3 separate regions of the Danio rerio genome follow, and regions 2 and 3 are each linked to region 1. Evidence: chromatin contacts called from public Hi-C and Micro-C data. All regions are on one chromosome and are shown on one strand. The core of a region is the stretch at or near the end of the contact, and the rest is flanking DNA. Distances in the headings are between cores, read along the strand shown. Region 1 holds the start of vav2 (vav 2 guanine nucleotide exchange factor). Region 2 overlaps vav2 (vav 2 guanine nucleotide exchange factor). Region 3 overlaps vav2 (vav 2 guanine nucleotide exchange factor).

The links. Hi-C and Micro-C count contacts between places; a contact is called where the count stands out from the background.
Region 2: a Micro-C map of caudal fin shows a contact between it and region 1, with 4 times the contacts expected there. The contact joins the enhancer-like site here to the promoter of vav2 in region 1. A contact is called at or near these places in 1 of 18 Hi-C or Micro-C datasets (caudal fin) and 3 of 4 datasets of contacts at active chromatin or transcription factors (embryo, gastrula embryo and pancreas).
Region 3: a contact with region 1 is called in a Hi-C map of embryo, with 2.6 times the contacts expected there. The contact joins the enhancer-like site here to the promoter of vav2 in region 1. A contact is called at or near these places in 10 of 18 Hi-C or Micro-C datasets (caudal fin, embryo, fibroblasts and 3 more) and 4 of 4 datasets of contacts at active chromatin or transcription factors (caudal fin, embryo, gastrula embryo and 1 more).

The regions. Positions count from the first base shown.
Region 1 is chr21:19,663,806-19,667,942 of GRCz12tu, reverse strand. It overlaps vav2 (vav 2 guanine nucleotide exchange factor), which reads left to right and starts at 1,609. Exons shown (of 29, transcript XM_068216026.2): 1 at 1,609-2,700. The coding sequence starts at 2,497.
Region 2 is chr21:19,533,427-19,537,310 of GRCz12tu, reverse strand. The region is part of intron 2 of vav2 (vav 2 guanine nucleotide exchange factor); the gene reads left to right. Among named protein-coding and RNA genes, the nearest start is that of vav2, 130 kb to the left of the region's middle. Within about 2 kb of position 1,775, at least 8 of the 62 cell types and tissues checked have an H3K27ac peak or open chromatin away from gene starts, as enhancers often do. A contact at or near this core is called in caudal fin, where this site is marked.
Region 3 is chr21:19,447,683-19,451,728 of GRCz12tu, reverse strand. It overlaps vav2 (vav 2 guanine nucleotide exchange factor), which reads left to right. Exons shown (of 29, transcript XM_068216026.2): 11 at 1,836-1,931; 12 at 3,851-3,919. Among named protein-coding and RNA genes, the nearest start is that of dnai1.2, 86 kb to the right of the region's middle. Within about 2 kb of position 2,203, at least 4 of the 62 cell types and tissues checked have an H3K27ac peak or open chromatin away from gene starts, as enhancers often do.

The sequences.
Region 1 (4,137 bases), core at 360-2,859:
TTCCAGTGCTGTATCACATAACATTCGCGGACTTTCAGAGGCTCCGGAATCAGTGCGGTTACGTCATCAACATTTGACAACGCTGATTTGACAAAGAAACGCTCGTCACTGTGTCTCCGGACAAATCAGACATGATACATTGATGCATTGTCCCTCCTCCATGCCCAGATTGGTTCAAACTCGCTATATCACAACCAATAAGCATAGGTTTCGCTTTTGTTTGTGGACCAAGCTTTTTGAACAACACGGAATGAGAGATAGGCATACATTTATGCGCGGCTAAATAAAACGCAAAAAAAAAGTTTTTCATGAAATAATTCTCATACTAAGTACTTTTGCATGCACAGCAGCACAGAAACATGTCAAAACAGTGACACAGCAAAGACGAACTGCTGCTCTTGCTGTTTTCAAAAGACGCAAATGAAGGTGCAGCTGTTTGTCTGCATTGCAGACAACCACATCCAAATCCATATCGATAGACAACCATATCCATGCTGGCACATAAAACCTAAGGATGTTCCATATTGAATCTAGTTTCGTTATGTAACTATTTATAGTATAGTAAATATTTATATCTATTTTTTTACTGAGGATTTGCACCATGTTTATTTGGACTTTATTTGGACTTTGACACATTATTTATTATTTTCTTATTTTTATTTGTTCATTGTAAGTGGTGTTGTTTATAGTAACTAAAAATATATTATTTGGAAAAAGTCAAATTTGCTTCACTGTTCTATTATTTTGTAACATTTGTAACATACCGTATACCGCGAAACCGTCAAACCGTGGTATTGTTTTAGACGATTATCATACCGTGAAAAATTCATACCGTTACAACCCTAGTTCGAACCTCGGCTCAGTTGGCGTTTCTGTGTGGAGTTTGCATGTTCTCCCTGCCTTCGCGTGGGTTTCATCCGGGTGCTCCGGTTTCCCCCACAGTCCAAAGACATGCGGTACAGGTGAATTGGGTAGGCTAAATCGTCCGTAGTGTGTTTGTGTGGATATTTCCCAGAGATGGGTTGCGGCTGGAAGGGCATCCGCTGCATAAAAACTTGTTGGATAAGTTGGCGGTTCATTCCGCTGTGGTGACCCTGGATTATTTAAAGGGACTAAGCCGAAAAAGAAAATGAATTAATGTTTAATAATAATCAATAAATTGAATACAAAAAAACACCACCATTATTTAATATATTGGGGTATTCTTTATTTAACTTTAAGTTATTTTAAGTATTTTTTTTTATTTTATTACAGTCAAAAGTTGAAGTCTTTCAGAATAGAAGCCACATTTCTAGCCAATGCAAAATAATTTGTTGTCAGTATGTCATTTATTCCCCAAAAACACAACAAGCCCCTTCTGAGTCGTACAAAAACAAAATCGAGCTCGCCCTCTTTGGATGCATTTTTGACATAAACTCTCCCCACACTACCCGAACGTACATTTGTGTTTACCACGATGTCCACAAAGTCTGCTGATAAATGTTAAAAAATGAGACTGTTTTAGTAAGACCGACCCTCCTTCTCACACGTGGACGAGCGCGACCGGAACCCAGATGCAAACTCACCAGCGCGCGCCCTTTCTCCTGCTGCGCGCGCGCTCACCCGCCCGTCCGCACTCACGCGAGCGGAGAAATCAAAACACTCAAACCATCCACACTGAGAAACAACCGAGAAATCCTCGCTACTCAACGGACGAATGATCAGCACGGAGCCCTCGCGGCGTTTGTCTCTCTATGGACGCGAACGAAGCGGGACGAACAACGGTTTCGCGTTAAATACGCCGGAGTTTGCGCGTTTCGCCGAGCGTTGTGATATTTCACTAAAGAAGTTTTAAAAACAAGTTTGGACCGGATTCTTTTAGGAGTTGGACGCTGTTAAGATCGCATCCCGCCTGCTGCTCGAGCGCCTGTGAGGAGCTATCTACTCAAGACTACAAAACATGGATTTATTGCCTCATTTAACCATAAAACTTTGATAAACTGCGCGAGATTGCGTGTAGCAGCTGTTTTGCAGCCTTTCCCAGCATTTCTTGTTAAGGAAAATATCTATTGTTGTCCAGAGAGAAACATTTTTTGCTGTGACAGGACGCATTTGCAGAGCCAAACATGTCAGTTCATGATGAAGAAGAGGAAACTCAGCTGATTCTCTGAGGAGAAAACGCGTCTAAATCACATTTTAGCGTCGTTATTGTCTTTATCTTCTGTAATAATGTGTCTTAATAATTGGATTATTTCGTAATTGCTCTATATTGGACAAACTGAACGGTTAGTTCTCAAACTAGGTGGGTTTAATACTTTAACAAGTTTATTAAGCGTGTTTATAATTGGGAAAGCCATTCCCGCATAACCGACCTTAGGCAGTTTAGTGCCCTTTGGACCGCGGAGAGGAAGTGGCATCATTTCTTGTCAGTTTTATCTTGGCACTTCTCTCGTTTGCGTGCGCTGGACTGCTCGTTTTCTTTATTCTTGCCTCCTGTTTTGCTTCGTTCTTGTCAGTATGGAGGAGTGGAGGCAGTGCGGGCGCTGGCTGATAGACTGTAAGGTTTTGCCCCCGAACCACCGGGTCGTTTGGCCCTCAGCGGTGGTTTTTGACCTGGCCCAGGCGCTCAGAGATGGGGTGCTCCTGTGCCAGATGCTGCACAATCTGTCTCCCGGTTCCGTGGACCTAAAGCAGATCAACTTCCGCCCTCAGATGTCACAGGTAAGCCAATATTAATGTCTGTATTTGAATGCCTGTGTTTTAATGACGGTCACATTTGCAGGAATGATTGAGGACAGAATTGACAGCTGGAAATGTGCCCATAGGGTGACACTCTAATTCTTATCAACAGGGGTCGTTGTCGAGCATTATTGGCGTCGCTGAGCAATCACTCATATATCTGTCACAATCGATTAATCTAAATTCTGTAATCTGATTATGAGCTAAACTTTCTGATGTGTTTTTATTATGTGCTTATTTTATTTAAGATATTGTTAAAAATTGCTCGTTCCTGAATTATTATGTGTCTTGTAACTATTTGGATGCAACACACACAGGTGTCCTAAACTTTTCTTAGCATGTAGATATTTATATTTATTTTCACTGTGGATGAATTAGCCTGATTGTTTGAAAGCAAGAAAGGAAGTGTCTGAGGTGGTGCAGGGTTTAAAAGGTGAATGCTAAAGGAGTGCCAAGGCTCTTATCTGTGTAAACATAAACCAGGAAAAGCTGCAAGTTCTTCATCGGTTTCAGGAATGTGACTTTCAGCCAGTTCTCTTTGTGAAGGAATGTGTGGTAAAAGCACTTCCTACTAGTAAATGTGAAGTGTTGGAGCGGTATGATGAAGCTTATTTTAAGTGTTGTCTGTTTTGAAAGGTTTTAAACACATGTCCTACTGTGTTTCACTCCCTTTCTGCATATGTTGTCAATGCTGATCTGAGTTTTGTCCTGAAAATAAACCCCTTTGTGATGTAATTTACATAACAGTGCTGTGTAGATTGGGATTTGCATTGCTGCTTATTCTAGAAAGCGTGTAACTAGTTGGATTAAAGTGAATCATCATTTTAAACCTTTATTTGACTTTCAAATCTGGAATAAATTAGCATCATGGCCTTGTGGGTTTAAAATTACAGCTTTGTTTTGCATATTTATGGGAATGCGACAAAATAAAAATTTTTATTTTTATGTCTAAATCTTAATTTTCTTAATTTGTGTGCATTACTTACCTGCTGACGGCTGATAAAAAATCTGCCAATCAGAGAGGTGGACCGTAATTGTTGGTAATCTTCAGTAGTTCTGGCTTCCGTTTAAGGTCCCATAAAGTGCTTTAAAATGTGCATTTTTTTCTCAATGTTTGAATAATCTCATCTGAGAAACGAAGAGAGGGTGGGACATTAAGTAGCTTCTCCCCTTTTAAAAAACCACTAATATCGTTTTGTGCGGTTATTGAGAGAGCTCAGCATGCTGCAATTTATGAAACACATGCAATTTCAAAAAACTTCGGCAAATTGGGAAAAGATCTTCAGTTTGGCAGCACACATGCTGCAAATCATCACAACGCAAACGCATTTTTAAAAAACGCTCGGCATTTTCACACAAAGATCTCAAACTCATAGAAATGAAAAGCAAATGAGAAGCATCTTGAAGGGATGGGGCATG
Region 2 (3,884 bases), core at 526-3,025, 130 kb after region 1:
AAATTACCGGTAATGTTAAAACTTCTCTTTCCGCATAATTAACGGAACGAGTTTAACGGTATTTTCAGAAAGATCCTGTTCACACATGATCCCTTTCTGGAAAATTGCTGGTAATTTTTCGGAAAGGTCTACATGTGTGAAAAGTCCTATTATTTATTAATTTTTATATTCCAGATAATGAAAGTGTTATTAACTTTTTATTTGGGAATTTCTGGTTCAGATAATGTTAAAAGTATCTCCAGTATTAATCAACGGAGGACGATATCATGATATTCAGCTAGTTAAATGCACAGCCTTCTGTCTGAACAAGGTGTCTATCCACACACTCCTCAAATACCTTCTTCCCTCCAGCATGTTTGTCAAATCCCATTTACTCAAGTGGACTTTGTCTGATCTGGATGCACCGGCTCAATTTCCAGAGATGTATGAAAAACAAGCACCAACCAACTTTATTTTCTTTTCCTGCAAAAAGAGGAAATGGAGAAAGGGAGAGATGGGTAAAAAAAAAAAAGTAATTTAACCAGCATGTAGGTCAGCGATCTAGAAACTGTAATATTGCTTTTATGTTCAGTCCCATCTGTTGTATCTCCTATGGCAGTGCAGCCTTCCTCCCATTCTCTCCCTCGCTGCCTCTCCTCTCATTCTGTCTCTGTTTCCATTGTCTCTCGATTGCATTTAAGCTAATGTTCCATTATATGGATGAAACGCCAGGCCTGTTTTGGTGCAAATCTGTAAATTTGCATTGCATGTTAGCCTCAGCTCTTCATTCAAAAGGCAGTATGTAAGGGTTAAGTCTTCTCTGTCACATGCGACCTGAGCTGACATTCTGGATGTGCTTGTCCGAGTGTGTGTATATGTCACCAGGCTGAGATGGGATCTTTAGAGCGGAGAGAAGCAACGCCAGGGGCGCACAGAAGGTCAGTCCTCCCGCATAGCCGAATGCACCAGGCCTGGTGGAACAAAAGAGTGAAGAAATGCATTAACTTAATGGCCTTCTCTGCTTCACAGTGAGGCATTAAACAAATTACTCCATCTCACTAATGTAAAGTTGCAAACAACAGGTAGATGCTTTTGAAAAGGGCAAGTTTGGACATTTGCAGTCTAAAGGAAGCTCTAGATCTTTTGAAGCCATGCCCACTACCACATTACTTTCTAAACACTCCACAAACTCAATTACATTTACTCTGTTTCCATTCAATGATGTAATGTCTCGTTCGAAAAAAGTGATTGATCAACTAGTTAAGTGTTGTGACATGCTGCGTAGAATAAGAGATGTGCTCGGGCCGAGAGCTTTTATCCTGTCAGATGAGATGAGACTCAGATCCTCTTTATGAATCAGATATGTTTGGATTAGCGGGTGTCTAGAGATGCTGAGGTCAGCGAGGTGCTGACAGGGAGCAGCGACACAATTCCCATCTCAAACAAACCAGCTCTGTGGCATGTCAGGATGCATCTAAGACCCTGTGGTTTGTCCCGACGCTGTGGTGGTAGGACTTTTGGAAAGATTTAAGGGGTCTTAAATGTGATCATTTGCTTGAGAGGAAAAGCGCAGTTCTCGTTTGTGGCATCTGCCTATCCGCTCTTATTTTAGCAGTGGCTTTGGAGACAGTCCGCCCATGTTCCTGTGTTCCCAAGCGGTTTACGTCAAGGGAATGGTGGTTGTGGTTGAATAACACCACAAATGCTCCTTCAATCAGTGTGATTCTGGCCCAGAGCGTTCTTGCAAACAGGCGCAGCGTCACAGCTTGGCACGCGAAACTGCAGTGTGTAAATTTAAACGAGCTGGAACGGAGCCCACGCGTGGATCGGCCCTCGCTTCTGCATGTGGCATGCTTCCATTCTCACCCTCCACAGTCAGAAAGTTCACATCTTACTTTCTTCTGGCTTTTTGATTAGTTTGTTGTGCTCCAGAAACAGTTCGCTGAAGATCTTGTGACATTTTGTAAGATCAGAAAAGGAAGTTTTTGTCCTAGTGGACAGATGGTAAATAGCAGCTGTAAGCCAGTGATTCGCTCCTCAGATGCCCAGCTGATGAGCTGAACTTGACCCCTGCTTGAAATGCCAGCCACTGTGTGCCGTCCCAGCTTGGCATCGATTCAGGCCTCCCAGCTGAGATTGGCATGGCCTCTTTCTTTGTGGTGGTTGAACTGCATTTCCTCCGGGCTCACAGAGGTTTGCGTGTCTGGCTTCCTTTCCAGCAGATGAACAGCAGGCCATGCTGAACGTACTGAGAGTGCTGCATTCAGAGATTTGAATGTATCACATCAGGCATGCAACATGCCCACTGTCTGTTCTCTGAGCAATATGCACATCCACAATGCCTCTCAGGTTTTTAGGTTTTTAATTAAAAGCAGGACATTTAAGGATTTTTGTGGTTCATATTAGGGCTGCACGATATAGAAAAAATTGACATTGCAATATTTTTTTTTCTCTGTGATACAATATACTGTATATAACTATGAAATGCGATATATTTTCACCAGATGACTTAAATAACTCTTTTTGCAAAGACTTTAGATGGATTGGAATGATTTTATAGGCGAGTGAAAATATGAATATATTCGATGTAAATTATTTTATTCATATAATAAACAAAATACAGTCATAAAAAACACTATGGAGCAAATATTAAAGTGAAATATACTGATTTATGGTTTTCTGCGGAGTCTGAAGGTCTTTACACACTGAAGTCGGAAATGTTCGTATGCATTTTTTTCGTAATCATTTGCAAAAAATGTATTATGTAAACAAACATTGCACACTGAGTCTTATGTGTATTTATTAATCTATTACAAGAAAACCCAAAACATTTCAGAGTCAGTTTAAGCAGTAATACGTTCTCCTCTCTTTTCTAAAGTATTGGCTGCATATTGTGTTCAACCAATAGAGAGCAAGAAGAGCTCAGCTCATTATCAAAGAGCAGCGCTGTATTATCCCAAAGTTTATTTCAGGAAATTAGTGGAATTTTGATACTTTGCTTGTGATACTTCACACATTCACGTAAGTAAACAAATCCTAAACAGAGACTGGCATGTTATATGACATTATAATACATGCCAGCCACTATGAGGTATCAAAGCAACAGTCCGAAAGCGGACCATGCTCTCTATTATAATGTCTATGGGTAGTACGTCAAATGTATGGAGAGACATACACACACACACCAATCAGCAGCAGGGGAGAGGTACGCCAGTCACTGAATTCAGTGTATAGGGGTTCTCAGCTGCCCGCCACATTCTGTCTTTATTTTATGCACTGTGTTTGTCATCTGTAGCTGAAATGACGGCATCCTGTAATTAGCTTTTTCTTGTACGGTGGCTCTGAACTGTGGAAACATCTCTCATATCGCTTTTTCGCATGTGAAAAGCAGATAAAATTTAACCCAGTTCAAATTTTTTTTTCCCCCATTACGGATGAAAGTTTTAGAGGCAGTGTCAGTATGATTTATACAACCTGAATTTATTTTTTAACGTGACAAAATTACCTTAAAAATTAACCTTAACAGTATTGGGTTACAGAAATTGAATAATCAAATGTAAATTACCAATGCAAAGTCTTCATCATATAAACTGTTCAATAAAATGAATCTATATTAAACTTCTTTATGCTCTATTAAAATGCTTTAAACGCTCTTAAAATGTTTAAAGTCACAGGCCTTAAAAACACATGCAGGTAATTAACTTTTACTCTATTGTGATCAAATTCTGCAGAGTCCCCACAAATCGCATGTGTTTTGACCTGCTCATCTATAATCCTAACTCAATATTGCATATTTTGTGATGTGACTATTGCGGATGCTTATTGTGATATTAATTCTGAAACAAAAACTTGTGCAGCCCTAGTTCATATTGTATATTTTATTCAATATTTACTTGTGCATCCTT
Region 3 (4,046 bases), core at 954-3,453, 220 kb after region 1:
ATCGTCTAACTTCGATGAATGATTGATTTGTTTCTTTCTGACAAATGGCGAAAAGCAGTGGAGGCTGTAATATTGCCTATTAATCAAACTTCCTGTGGAGGGTTAATTATGAAATTAAATTATAGATGATTTATATCTGTGGATAGCGGCTGCATTTGCAGGTGCTCCAAATAATTTGCAGGTTGGGCAGGCCAGCTAATCTGAAAACTTTTTTGACAAACATATTTATTTTACATTTTGTGCAGATACAATATTATATTCATACAAAAAATAAGTAACACACTGTACTGCTTTTTCACAACTAAGAACCAATGAACATAAAAACAATATAGTTATTAAATAACACGGTAAATGTAAATATATAAATAATATAATATAATATATATTTATGAATGAATAAATAAATTACAAAAAATCTAACAATAACAGTAATAAATAAATAATTAAAAATATTCATTATTATTTATTCATCGTCCGCTTCAAGATCAATGGTGTAAATATAATTCAACAAAGGTTTCCATGTTTTGTAAAAAGATTTTAAAGACCCTCTTAATGAAAAACTAATTTATATATTATCCATCTGTCATATGAAGTTGGATATGTTTGTTTCCACCTAAGGAGAATAAGCCTTCTAGCCAATAATGTGGTGAAAGTAACAACATTCTGTGTTATTGAAAGCATATTTGATCTAGAAGGATTTCCGAATAGTGCTGCTAGAGGGTTTGGAGTGGCTGATATGTTAAAGATTTTTTTCAAAAGAATCAAACATTTTAGACCGAAACACTGTCAATCTTGGACAAGACCAAAACATGTGTGTGTGATTTGCTGGAGATTGTTGACACCTATTACAAGTATTACTTTTAGTTGGGTATATTTTGCATAATCTGGCACTTAAAACTTGTATTTTTTTTAACTTTTCTTAAAATATAGGACTGTTTTCAAATATATTTTCTATTATGCAGATTCTCAAACTGTGTTTTTGGGCTGAAATGGAGGTGAAAGATCTGAGAGAAAATAAAAAAGGGACAATTAAAACAAAAATGAAAGGCAAGAAGAGAACAGTGTGGGAGCATTTAGGCGAAGCAATTAACAAGTCAATGCTTGGGCTAAACATAGGATATAGTTTGTGTGTTGTAATGAGAGCAACAGTGACATTCCCATTAAAGTCTGAAGGAAGTAAAGCCGGTGTTTGTTTTAATAAGAAAATGGAGGCCAATCTGGGCAAAGCCAAACTTTTGCTTCATAAATAAATGTTCATTCAAATAAAAAGCAACTAGCATATTTTCTATAGATGCACTGCACAGATTAGCTCCAATGCCACTGAATCTTCTGATAAAAATAAGCAATTCACTAACCTCTCACTTAAAATAAAGAGTTAGAATAATTAATGTGATGATCAGGAGTGAATATCTATATTAGAGAAATGAATAGATGCAGGTGGAGAATTTGTTTGATATATAATCTCATATATTATATATCTGTGCATCTGTTGATCTGCGCATCTTATATCTTATACACACACACACACACACACACACACACACACACACACACACACACACACACACACACACACACACACATCTAAATATTTTTTCTACTATTCAATATATAATTATTATGTATAGATAAAATAGTATATTTATGAGTGTATGTTGTTAGGTTGTTTGTATTTATTTTGTTTATTCTTTTTATGTTGTTTACTTTTCCCCCACTTTAAAATGTCATTTCCTGAAGCACTGTCATTTTCAGCTTTGTAAAGTGCCATTTTGATTTTGGTATTCAGTAGTACTTTTGAGTTTCTGTTGAACTGTTGTCATAATATTCCTCCACAGGAGTGTACCATGAAGGTTCAAGAGGGGAAGTTCAAGCTGCAGGATCTCCTGGTGGTCCCCATGCAGAGGGTCCTTAAATACCACCTTCTGCTAAAGGTGAGAAGCGCTCATCATCATCGACACCCTTATCAGCTCCTCCGTCACTGAGAGGGTTTAAGAAAAAATAAGGAACCTGTTCAACTTCCATTTATTTTGATTTAAAGTTTAAAAGCAGAGCAGCAGCACCTCTTCTGAACCCCTAAATCCTATAAAACATTCAGATCATTTTTACCTCATCCAACAAGACCCATGTGGCTCTCCACTCTGCCTAGCCACTGCTAATAGAGATCATGTATAAAACAGGACGCCCTGCATGATACAAACCATCATTAATTCACAGCACGCATTAATAATGGATACAGAGAGAAAGAGTGTGACGTGTGACAGACGGGCAGGACACAGCAGAGCGGGAAGAGAGCTTTGGGAGGTGGATACAGTGACACTGTTTAAATCAGCCATGCTTAAATCATATTATCCGCACCCCATTTCATACACTCTAACCTAGGGAGAGTTGCTGTGGTTCAGATGACAGGTGCTGTTTCCTAAAAGGCTTCTTTCTTTGAGGATATCCTCTTTTGAGCATAGATGCTTTGGTTTCAGATCGCAATCAGCTAAAAATCGCTGCTTAATTCTCCATCATTGACCTCTCAATTTGATGCTGTATTTTATAGAGATGCTATAAAAAATTGTATTTCGATGCTGTAAGAAGCTCTAGGGTTTACAGTGAATGGTCCAAAAAAGAGAAAATATCCACTCCTGTCAACTATGATTGTAATGGAATGAGGGATATTTTCTTGGCACACTTTGGGCCCAATAGCACCAATTGAGCATCGTGCCAACGCCACAGCCTTCCTAAATATTGTTGCTGACCATGTCCTTCCCTTTATGATCAAAGTTTACCCACCTTTTGATGGCTACTTCGATAACGCCACCTGCCATAAAGTGAATCATCTTAGACTGGATTCTTGAATCTGACAATGAGTCCAATGTACTCAAATGGCCTCCAAAGTCACCAGATCTCATTCCAATTGAGCACCTTTGGGAAATGGTGGAACGGAAGATTCAATATGGACCAAAAGCTCTGTGGAATATTTCTATACCTTGTTGAATCTATGCCATGAAGGATAAAGGCAGTTCTTGAGGCAAAAGGGAGTCCAACTCGGTACTAGTAAGGTGTACCTAATAAAGTGGCCAGTGAGTGTATGTTACTGTAGAAAATATTTATGTAAAACTACTTAAAAAAAAAAAAAAAAGATCTACAATATAGTTTAGAATTGTCTTATGCTCACCATGACTGCATTTATTTCATCAAAAATGAATTCAACTTTATTATTGTTTGTATTTTATTAGAATTTAATTAGGAAATTTGTTCATTTAATGGCAAAGGAGAATGTTCAATGTTAGGTTTCATATGGGATCTTTATTTTCAATTATAAAATGTATAATTTTATTTCATAGTCATTACTAGTCATTAAACATTTATATTAAAATTTAATGCATCAATGATGATTAAAAGTATTAATGTCAGAGAAACTACTGATTGGACATCCTATACATAATTAAGGCTTTAAAGTCACTTTAGCATTGGTAATACATTGCTTTGGATATAAATATCTGCCAAAATTATTAAATGTAAATATAAAGCATTTTTATCCAGTGGTTTTCCATATTTGTTCACCAGGTCAGTGTCTTTGTAGGTTAAGGTTTTGACTCTTTCTTTTATAGGTGTTTAGGACCTTTAATAACTGAAATATTTTAGAAATAATTTTGTGATATTTAAGAACTATTGCCAATCAAAAACTATTGCCAATCAATTTTATTCTTTTGTTTTATTTTATTTTATTTTCAGTTTTGAAGAAAATGTTTCCTTAAGATAAATTTTTGGAGTGAGAAATCACCTGAAAAATCTTTCCTCTTCTTACTATAAACAGGCTTTGTTTGTATATGTAACTTATCATTATGTTGTCTGTCTGCAGGAGTTAGTGAGTCACTCTATGGACCGACCAGAGAGGCAGCAGCTTAAAGAAGCACTAGAAGCCATGCAGGTGTGAACTCTAATACAGCTACCATATACTGTTTGCTTTTGGTTTGTAATTTAACTGTGCTTAACATAACTTAACATTAATTACTTAATGTGTAAATATATCTTAGTATTTCGGTAATCAAGTGGTG